Linked DNA regions of Mus musculus: all the other regions are linked to region 1. Evidence: chromatin contacts called from public HiChIP or PLAC-seq and Micro-C data. All regions are on one chromosome and are shown on one strand. The core of a region is the stretch at or near the end of the contact, and the rest is flanking DNA. Distances in the headings are between cores, read along the strand shown. Region 1 has its middle 42 kb from the start of Wee1. Region 2 holds the start of Ipo7 (importin 7). Region 3 overlaps Sbf2 (SET binding factor 2).

Region 1 (2,853 bases), core at 109-2,608:
CACTGTAGTTGTAGCTGTGCCTGATCTTAAACCCCTGATCTTCCTGCTGCCACTTTTCAATTAAGCTAAGTAGTTAAGAACACTCAGTTAACAACTGTTTGCAACTCCAGTTCCAGGGAATCCAGTGCCCTATTCTGGCCTATATAGCTCAAGAGTCTGTTTTTAAAATTATCATATCGTTAGGGGCTAGAGAGCTGATTCAGTTGCTAAGAGCACTGGCGGCTCAGTTTTCCCTATGACCCAGGTTCAATTCCCAGGGCTCACTTGGTAACGCACAACCATCTGTAACTCTGGTCTCAGAGGACTCTAACGCCCTCTCCTGCCTTTGGTGGGCACTGCATGCACATGGTGTACACATATACACATAAATAAAAATACAGGAGGGGAGAAAAAGTGGCAGTTTTGAACTCCTAATTACCTGCCCTACCTCTCAGATGGGCGGTGCTACCCACCCATCTTATTAGATTTGTTAGCGTTTTTTTTTTTCTTTTTTGTTTTTGTTTGTTGTTTGTTTTCTTTTGAGACAGAGTCTTGTTGTGCAGTTCAGGCTAGCCTCAAACTCACATTCTCTGATTTTGAGGTGCTAGATTACAGGCTATCACCAATATATCTGTTTTATGTAGGAGGCTGGCGGGGGGGGGGTTGTTTGGTTGTGAGTTTTTTTTTGTTTGTTTGTTTTGTTTTACACAGGGTTTCTCTGTGTAGTCCTGGCTGTCCTGGAACTTACTCTGTAGAACAGGGTGGCCTCGAACTCAGAAAGGTGACTGACTCCCAAGTGCTGACTGTAAGGGCACGTGCTACTACCACCCAGTTCTGGTTTGTTTTTCTGTATAAAGTTTTATTCATTTGAGATACTCTCAGCTTGAATTTTGTTGGAGACAGTTTTTCTCAGGCTATTATTATTACTTTTTAAAACTCTGTTTAGTGTTCATGGTTTTGAATTCCCTTGTAATATTTTGTTATTTAAAGCTGGAGAATTCCAATATTTATCCACAGATAAAACGTTTACTCTAATTGATATTGCGTGTCTTTGTCTTTAAAACATTTACCATTTTAATCCCTGAAAGTTCATTTGATGTCTGACTTGGAACTTAACATTTTTTACACCTCGAAGTTTTCATTCACTTCCTAGAGCAGCGCTCCTGCCGAAGCTGCTTACCTTACTGAGGTATTTGGAAATGTTACTTCATATCGACCTGATCAAGTTTCTCCACGTTTGCTCTGTCTCATGCCCTTACTGCCGTATTTGGAAATGTTACTTCATATCGGCCTGATCAAGTTTCTCTACGTTTGCTGTCTCATGCTTTTCAGTTGAACTCAGCTTCTATTTTTAACTTCAATTGAGCGGGGTTAAAAGGAACGTCTCGCCCCCTGCTGGCGCCCGTGGTCCCGGGAAGACCGGACAAAAGCCACCACGTGGCTCACATCCTGGGCTCAGTTTTCTTAGGAACCCAGAGCCCCATGCTTGCTAGGCAAGGGCCCCAACCCTGATCAACGCTTTAGCAGGCGTCCTTTTGCTCAAGTCTAGAGCGTCACTGGTGCCAACTCTCCAACACAGGGAGGAATTGGCTTTGCTTAATTTTGCTGCAGAGTGGGCTGGCCCTGCTAAATCCAGGGTACCGGGCACTTAACACTGTGAGGTCGCTGTGCGGAGCTAGACTCTGGGCGCTCCCGTTTTTTCCTCACCACCCAGGTGTCCATTTTCTCTTTGCCGCGACGTGCCTGCATCCTTTTCTGCCTTGGAATTATAATCGAAACACTCGGTTCAGTCGTGAGAAACATGTTTCATATATGCAACGGGTGCTCCGATGTTTCTACGACTAGCCTTAGGAGCCTAGAGTACGGTTTGGTGGTCAAAGTCATGATGAGAAGCAGAGGGTCTGAGGGGTCGGAGGGAAGGCACGATGAACAATATTAGAGAGCATTACTGGAGTTACCGAGGCTAGGCAGTCCGCTGGGTTATGCACTACACCCAAGAAGTCTGCGCCGCCCCGTGGTGCCAGTGCGCAGCCGCAGTCCCGTAGCGGGACCGAGCGTTCCCAGCAGAGGGCACTCACAGACAGGACATTCCGCAAGCTCTTCCTGGGTGACCCAGGGACTGCACCTGTGGCCTGGGTTTCCCTTGATCATGCCCTGACAACCCGCGTCTGGGAAATTCAGTCAGAATCAATCCAAGACCACAATTTAGAGACAGGTAAGCTTGACGGTGGTTGCAGCGTTTGGTGAAACAAAACGTCAAGACCAGCCTCTGCTACATAGAGAATCTGAGGCTATCCTGAGTTACAGTGAATCCTGTTTCAGAACAAATCCCTCAAAGTCCCATTGTCTCTCTGGCCTTGAAGCTCTTGAGCCCCGGATCTAGGATACTGCTTGTTGGACTAAAGGACTCACTAATCACCTTTCCCAACCCTGCCCAGGTATACCACCTCTAGTAAACAGACTTAACTAGTCTTTGAAGGCAGTAGTTCTTTTCAATGAATTCCTATTTATTTATTTTCTTATTTATCACCGTCTGTAAACAGGCTTTGAAGGCAGCATGTGTTATAAGATGTGTTTATTCAAGCCTACCAGGGGTCCTTAACCTGGGGGTTGACTCAAGTAGAACATTTTAGGATCCAGGGTTATTCATGAAACTGGGTGAGCTGTTTCAACTTTTAGGCAGACGTGCAGTGTTTTTGGAAGGAAGTCCAGTAGTTTTTCTGATTACCAAAGAGTTCTTAAGTTTAGTTTGTGGGTCCAGGGCTCGGAACAAATGGCTCAGTGATTAAAGCACTTACTGTTCTTCCGGAGGACCCAGGTTCAATTCCCAGCACTCGCTTCACAACTGCCTGTAAGTCCAACTCCATAGGATTC
Region 2 (2,809 bases), core at 272-2,771, 150 kb before region 1:
TTGGTTTTTAAACTCACAGAATTCTGACTACCTCTGCCTTCTAAGTGCAGGAATTTAAAGCAAAAAATCAAAATATTCTTTTTTTTTTTTTTTTTTTTTTTGGTTTTTCAAGACAGGGTTTCTCTGTGTAGCCCTGGCTGTCCTGGAACTCACTCTGTAGACCAGGCTAGCCTCGAACTCAGAAATTCACCTGCCTCTGCCTTCCAAGTGCTGGGATTAAAGGCATGCGCCACCACGCCCGGCCAAAATATTCTTATTTCATGAGAATTTATAATCAAGTATGGTAGTACAGCACTTGTGGGGTGGAGCAGGATTACAAATTTAAGGACAGTATGTTGTACACAGAGAACTGAATTCCTGCTTTCTTCAAGAACATAAGGTCCTAACCACTGAGTCATTTCTACAGCTCCCTGTTGCTCCTTTGTGAGACAGGTTCAAACATTGTAGCTCAGGCCTGCCTGAAGCTCAGTATATAGCTTCCCTTAGATTCTAATTGAAAATTGATTTGATTTCTAAAGGTAAAATGATTTGAGATGTATGACAGTAGTTCTCAATATTTTCACTGCTGCAATCCTTCAATATAGTTACTTATATTATGATGATTCCCAACCATGATAGTAGCATTTTCATTGCTACTTTATAACTGCAATTTTGCTACTGCTATGAATTATACTGTAAATATCTGATATGCAGAGGATAGCTGATATTCAACAAAGGGGTCACGATCCACAGACCCACAAGATGAGAACTACTGAATTAGAGGTTTAAATATCCATACACAGGGAGTTTTAATGGACATTATGCATTTATTCTGAATTTAGAAATAATTTATATAATGACGTAGCTGAGATTTGAACACTCATTAATAAGGCACAACTTCAATATATAGGATAAAGTCTTACAAAATGAGATTAATGAATCAAAGTGGAGCAGTTTTTATGGCATTTAGAAACTCATCTCAAATCATTGTTGAGAAAGTTCCATCTGGGAGGCTCAGGCAGTGGTATTGCAACAAGTTCAGGTCAAAAGCCTGTCTCAAAAAACAAAACAGAGCTGGGCGTGGTGGCGCATATCTTTAATCCCAGCACTCTCCCAGCACTTGGGAGGTAGAGGCAGGCGGATTTCTGAGTTCGAGGCCAGCCTGGTCTACAAAGTGAGTTCCAGGACAGCCAGAGCTATACAGAGAAACCCTGTCTCAAAAAACCAAAAAACAAAACAAAAACAAAACAGAAATTTCTTTTAATTATACAGTTAGTAACAACGTATTGCATCACACACTTCTTGAGATTCTCTAGGGATATCATATAAAATTTTGTAACTATTTTACTTTTCTCTTTGTGGCGTTTGAACGTTGTCCCTTTCACTGACTACAGTGGGAGCCAGCCACGTGGGCCGTGTCCGCGTTTGGGGACTACATTTCCCAGGGTGCTCCGCCGGAGACTTGACAGGAAGTGGCCGGAGCATCTCCCGCCTCCACGCCGAGGCGAGAAGGTTCTATCCGGGGCCTTGGCGCTTCTCTTTCCTTTCGCGCCGGTTGCCGCTGCGGAGCGCGGCCGGTCCATGTGCGCAGTGAGTGGCGCTATTTCTGCCTCAGTAGCACCGGTGTCCCGGGTCTGACCGACCGCGCGGCGATGGATCCCAACACCATCATCGAGGCCCTCCGGGGCACCATGGACCCAGCCCTGCGCGAGGCCGCTGAGCGCCAGCTCAATGAAGTAAGGACGGCCGGCTAGCGGCTGCTGCGGGCTTGTGGGCCGGCAGGCCAAGACTTCCAGGCCTGGCTGGAGACGCGGAGCACAGCTCCGACGAGCCCATTTGGAGAGGTTGGGCGGAGATCTGACCGCCGTGCCAGGCTCCACTGTGGGGACGCGGCGTCCAGGCCGCCACTCGGTCGGCTTCCGAGTGGGCCTCTGGCCCGGGTCTGGGCGTGTGGAGCCGGCCGAGCTAGGCGGGCGTGACGGTCTGGACACATGGCCGGCTCCCGTGGCCCGCCGCCCTCTGGCTGTCTCCCAGTTTGCTCTCGGGAGGGGGCGAGACAAACTGGGAGGGTGTAGAGATGTGTCCCAGACCAGTCTTTCCGGCGCCCGGTCGGCCGGGGTTCCTGGGGAGGCTAGCTAGTCCACTGGGGGCTGCGCCTGACAGCCTTGTGTGTGCTCTTGGCGGATCAGTGACCTGCCTGTCCGGTACAACTTTCTTCTCGCCGGCGAGGTGCTAGGGACAGATTTCAGATCTGGTAGGGCAGGGGTAGTGTGGGTTACACTGTGCGATCCCCGCTCTGGTACTGTCCTAGTACCACAGTTGGGAGGCGGGATGATGTAGTGGAACGGGTCAGATAAAGTGCGACCTTCTAGGTATAGCAGCCTCAATGATTTCTGGAGTGAGTGACCTTGGGCAAGTCTCACCTCCAGATCCTGAGTTGTACTCATTCATGAAATTAGGCCGTACGGTTGCTGTGATGGTCAAGTGAGATAATCTAGAGCCTATAGAGCTTTCATATGCAACATTAGTGGAGAGTTGGTTTCTCTTCCACGTGTTTTGGGCAGTGCCCCTTGGAAAACTGTTATATTGATATTCTATTGTACTGATTTCATCAGCGTTCTTTTTTTCTGAACTTGGCTATTTTATATATTAGTAAGAATTTAATAGGTTTATAAAAAGGCCTCTGTAAGGTCTCTTTGAGTCTCAGTGTTTTGGTGTGTGTGTGTTCATATACATATATATGTATACTGCATATACACAAATACTAAATTGTATATGCACGCTTTATACACACATATAAGTATCTTTTTTTTTTTTTAATGCAAAAAGA
Region 3 (2,795 bases), core at 182-2,681, 240 kb after region 1:
AACCAGAATAATTAAAATACCAAAACCAAACTCTCAAACAGAGCAAGGATCAGAAGAGACAGTTTACAAAAGATGGGTTAAGACATTGGGGGGTAGGTGCTGGAGAGATGGCTCAGCAGTTAAGAGCACTGGCTGCTCTTCCAGAGGTTCTGAGTTCAATTCCCAGCAACCACATGGAGGCTTAACAATTGGCTATAACTGTAGTGCCATGGGACTCAATACCCTGTTCTGATGTTCAGACATACACATAGATAAAAGAAACAAACATATGAAGTATTTTAAAAAGTATTCAACATCCACAGCCATTAGAAAAATGCAAATTAAAACTTGAGATTCCATCTCATCCTAGTTAAAATGGTTATTATCAAGTAAATAACAAATGCCGGAAAGGATCCTGGAAAGGATGCAGGGAAAGAGACACCATTATTAAATGTAAACTAGTAAACCACTATGGAAATCAGCCTCCAGGTTTCTCAAAACAGAACAAAGAACAGAACTACCATTAAGACTTAGCTATACTCCTAGGTTTATACCCAAAGTATTCCATACCCACAGACACTTGCAAATTTATCACTACTCTGTTCTCAACAATAAAGAAAAGTAATTAGCCTAAAATGGTCACACACACACACACACACACACACACACAATTTGGCCATGAGGAAAAATAAAATTATGAAATTTGCAAGAAAATTGATGGAACTGAAAAATATTAAGTGAGATGACACAGATGCAGAGAGACAAATAGCACATGTTTTCTCCTAGACATGGATCCTAGCTTCAGCCCATCCCCACATACACCCCCTCCCCTCCACACATGAAGATCCAGAAATAAAAAGGCAAAGACATGAGGGCAGCCATGTTGTTTATGCTAGCTCTATGAGGATTTGTGCTGGAATCTGGATACCTGTTGTATAGATATTAAATTGGACCAAATGATCTTTGGCTTTAGATTAAAAAGAGTTTCAGCTATAAATGGGGTTAAGTGCTGGAACTATTTTAGTTATGTCTTTCTTTCAGGCACACACATGCCAGGAGACAGGAGTGGAGAAGAAGAGAGACAATCTCTGTGAATAATAAAACCAACTGAATGAAAGATGACTTCAGTGCTTACCTTGCATCCACAGGGCCTTGTACCCTAACACCTACCCCACACAAACAGGAAGATGATTTTGAAGCTAAGTCATTATGCTGGAATCACATTTAGATTTTATCTTAAGATATGGTCAGGCCACATAGAGAACCCTGCGCCTTTTTCCTATATGGTATCATGTAGGCCTCCATCATTTCCATAAATCTTATAAAATAATCCAGGGACAGAGCAAAAACTGTTTATCTTTTCCCGCTTGACTATTCTTTACCCCCTTAGGACACTGCTATGTTCAAGAATGTCATCTATGTCCCAGCACATCTGAATTTCTTTAACAGAAATGCTTTGCATGTTTCTGAAGACTGTCATGAGGCCCAAGGCAATAAAGTTCAACAGACTTGAGCTGTAATCTTCTCCCAAGGAAATGGTTGGGATGCCAAGATGCCTTTTGACTTTGACTTCACAGCAGGCCTTCATTTGTAATGATGCTGTCCAAACTTTAAGTGACAACAGCTGTGATATGAAGCTCTACACATTCATTTATAAAAACTTCCCACAAATTAAAAAATTAAAGAACAGTGGATTTCAATCCATGACCAATTAGCAGAGGCCCAGCAACCATAAAACATTTAGATTAGGAAGAGCTATTTATTATTTTACAAAATGTTTACACATTGTAGCGAATGTCTAAAAACTTTTTGCCAGTCAAACACTGATTGCAAAATATAAATATAAAATTCCTCGCAAATCACGTTAGAGACATTAATTAGGGTAAAGATGGAAAACTTCTAAAACAATAAGGCTACAGCTATTGACACAGCGATTGCATTCCAGAACAGTGCAGTTATCTATTGGGAATCAGTTCCCAAAAGCACATTCTGGAGTCCCCTGTGCTGTGGCAACATAACAGGCTTGCAGTTACAAATGTACCAGGCAATTCATGAACTTGCAAGGACTAGCACACTTATGCTTTACTCTCAACTTCAATATGTAATTTACCTTTAATTATTCTGCTACAATTGGAAAGTGAGCCTTGTAATCTTAATTGCCATTCATCTCTAAGCACTTAGTACTTTTATCCTGCATACTTTTTAACTGTTTTGGCCAGCCGTCCTATTTCATAAAACTTTGGAATCTCTTAAAATTGTTATATTTAAACATTTAAAAATGAAAATCAAAGGTATTGTACATTAATGGAGCTAACTATAGAACTTAGACTAGGTAGCTTAGGAAAAAATGAAATATAAAATAGCGGTGAATTATCTGATCAGGTATGGGGGGGCAGGAGAGAAGGTTTGAAGGCTAGCAGAATGAATGAAAATGTGTAACCTCAGGGGTGACAGTAGGGGGACTCTCTAGAAAGTACCAGAGACCTGGGAGGTGAGAGACTCTCAGGACACAAAGGGAGGGACCTCAGGTGAGATGCCTGACAGTGGGGAGAGGGAACTTATTTTAGAGTCCACCTCTGGTAGAAAGACATAGCATCAAGTGGTGATGGGGTTGCCATCCCATAGACAAAAACTCTGATCCAGAATTGTTCCTGTTTAAAAGAACTGCAGGGCCAAAAATGGAGAAGAGACTGAGGGAAAGGTGGTGCAGTGGCCAGCCCAACTTGGGATCATCTTCTCAAGTGGAGGTTCCGCTATTACTGATGTGTCTTACAGACAGGAGCCTAGCATGGCTGTCCTCTGAGAGGCCCAACAAG

What was found. A called contact is a pair of places that touch in the nucleus more often than the background predicts. HiChIP or PLAC-seq counts read pairs in DNA pulled down with a chosen protein or histone mark.
Region 2: an H3K4me3 HiChIP or PLAC-seq map of the SCID.adh cell line shows a contact between it and region 1, with 19 read pairs. The contact joins the promoter of Ipo7 here to the enhancer-like site in region 1. A contact is called at or near these places in 1 of 15 datasets of contacts at CTCF or cohesin (CD8 T cells), 2 of 484 Hi-C or Micro-C datasets (CD4 T cells and embryonic stem cells), 7 of 115 datasets of contacts at active chromatin or transcription factors (the SCID.adh cell line, effector CD8 T cells, embryonic stem cells and 1 more) and 3 of 9 other capture datasets (adipose tissue, liver and pancreatic islet).
Region 3: a contact with region 1 is called in a Micro-C map of embryonic fibroblasts, with 8 times the contacts expected there. The contact joins two enhancer-like sites. A contact is called at or near these places in 2 of 484 Hi-C or Micro-C datasets (bone marrow-derived macrophages and embryonic fibroblasts) and 7 of 115 datasets of contacts at active chromatin or transcription factors (the 230-238 cell line, T-cell acute lymphoblastic leukemia, acute myeloid leukemia and 4 more).

The regions. Positions count from the first base shown.
Region 1 is chr7:110,162,938-110,165,790 of GRCm38.p6, forward strand. No RefSeq gene overlaps it. Among named protein-coding and RNA genes, the nearest start is that of Wee1, 42 kb to the left of the region's middle. RefSeq lists an enhancer at 1-2,853. Within about 2 kb of position 1,359, at least 301 of the 459 cell types and tissues checked have an H3K27ac peak or open chromatin away from gene starts, as enhancers often do. A contact at or near this core is called in CD8 T cells, the SCID.adh cell line, adipose tissue and 5 more, where this site is marked.
Region 2 is chr7:110,016,794-110,019,602 of GRCm38.p6, forward strand. Ipo7 (importin 7) reads left to right here and starts at 1,522. Exons shown (of 25, transcript NM_181517.5): 1 at 1,522-1,715. The coding sequence starts at 1,632.
Region 3 is chr7:110,400,805-110,403,599 of GRCm38.p6, forward strand. The region is part of intron 16 of Sbf2 (SET binding factor 2); the gene reads right to left. Among named protein-coding and RNA genes, the nearest start is that of Gm32861, 110 kb to the left of the region's middle. Within about 2 kb of position 1,432, at least 19 of the 459 cell types and tissues checked have an H3K27ac peak or open chromatin away from gene starts, as enhancers often do. A contact at or near this core is called in embryonic fibroblasts, where this site is marked.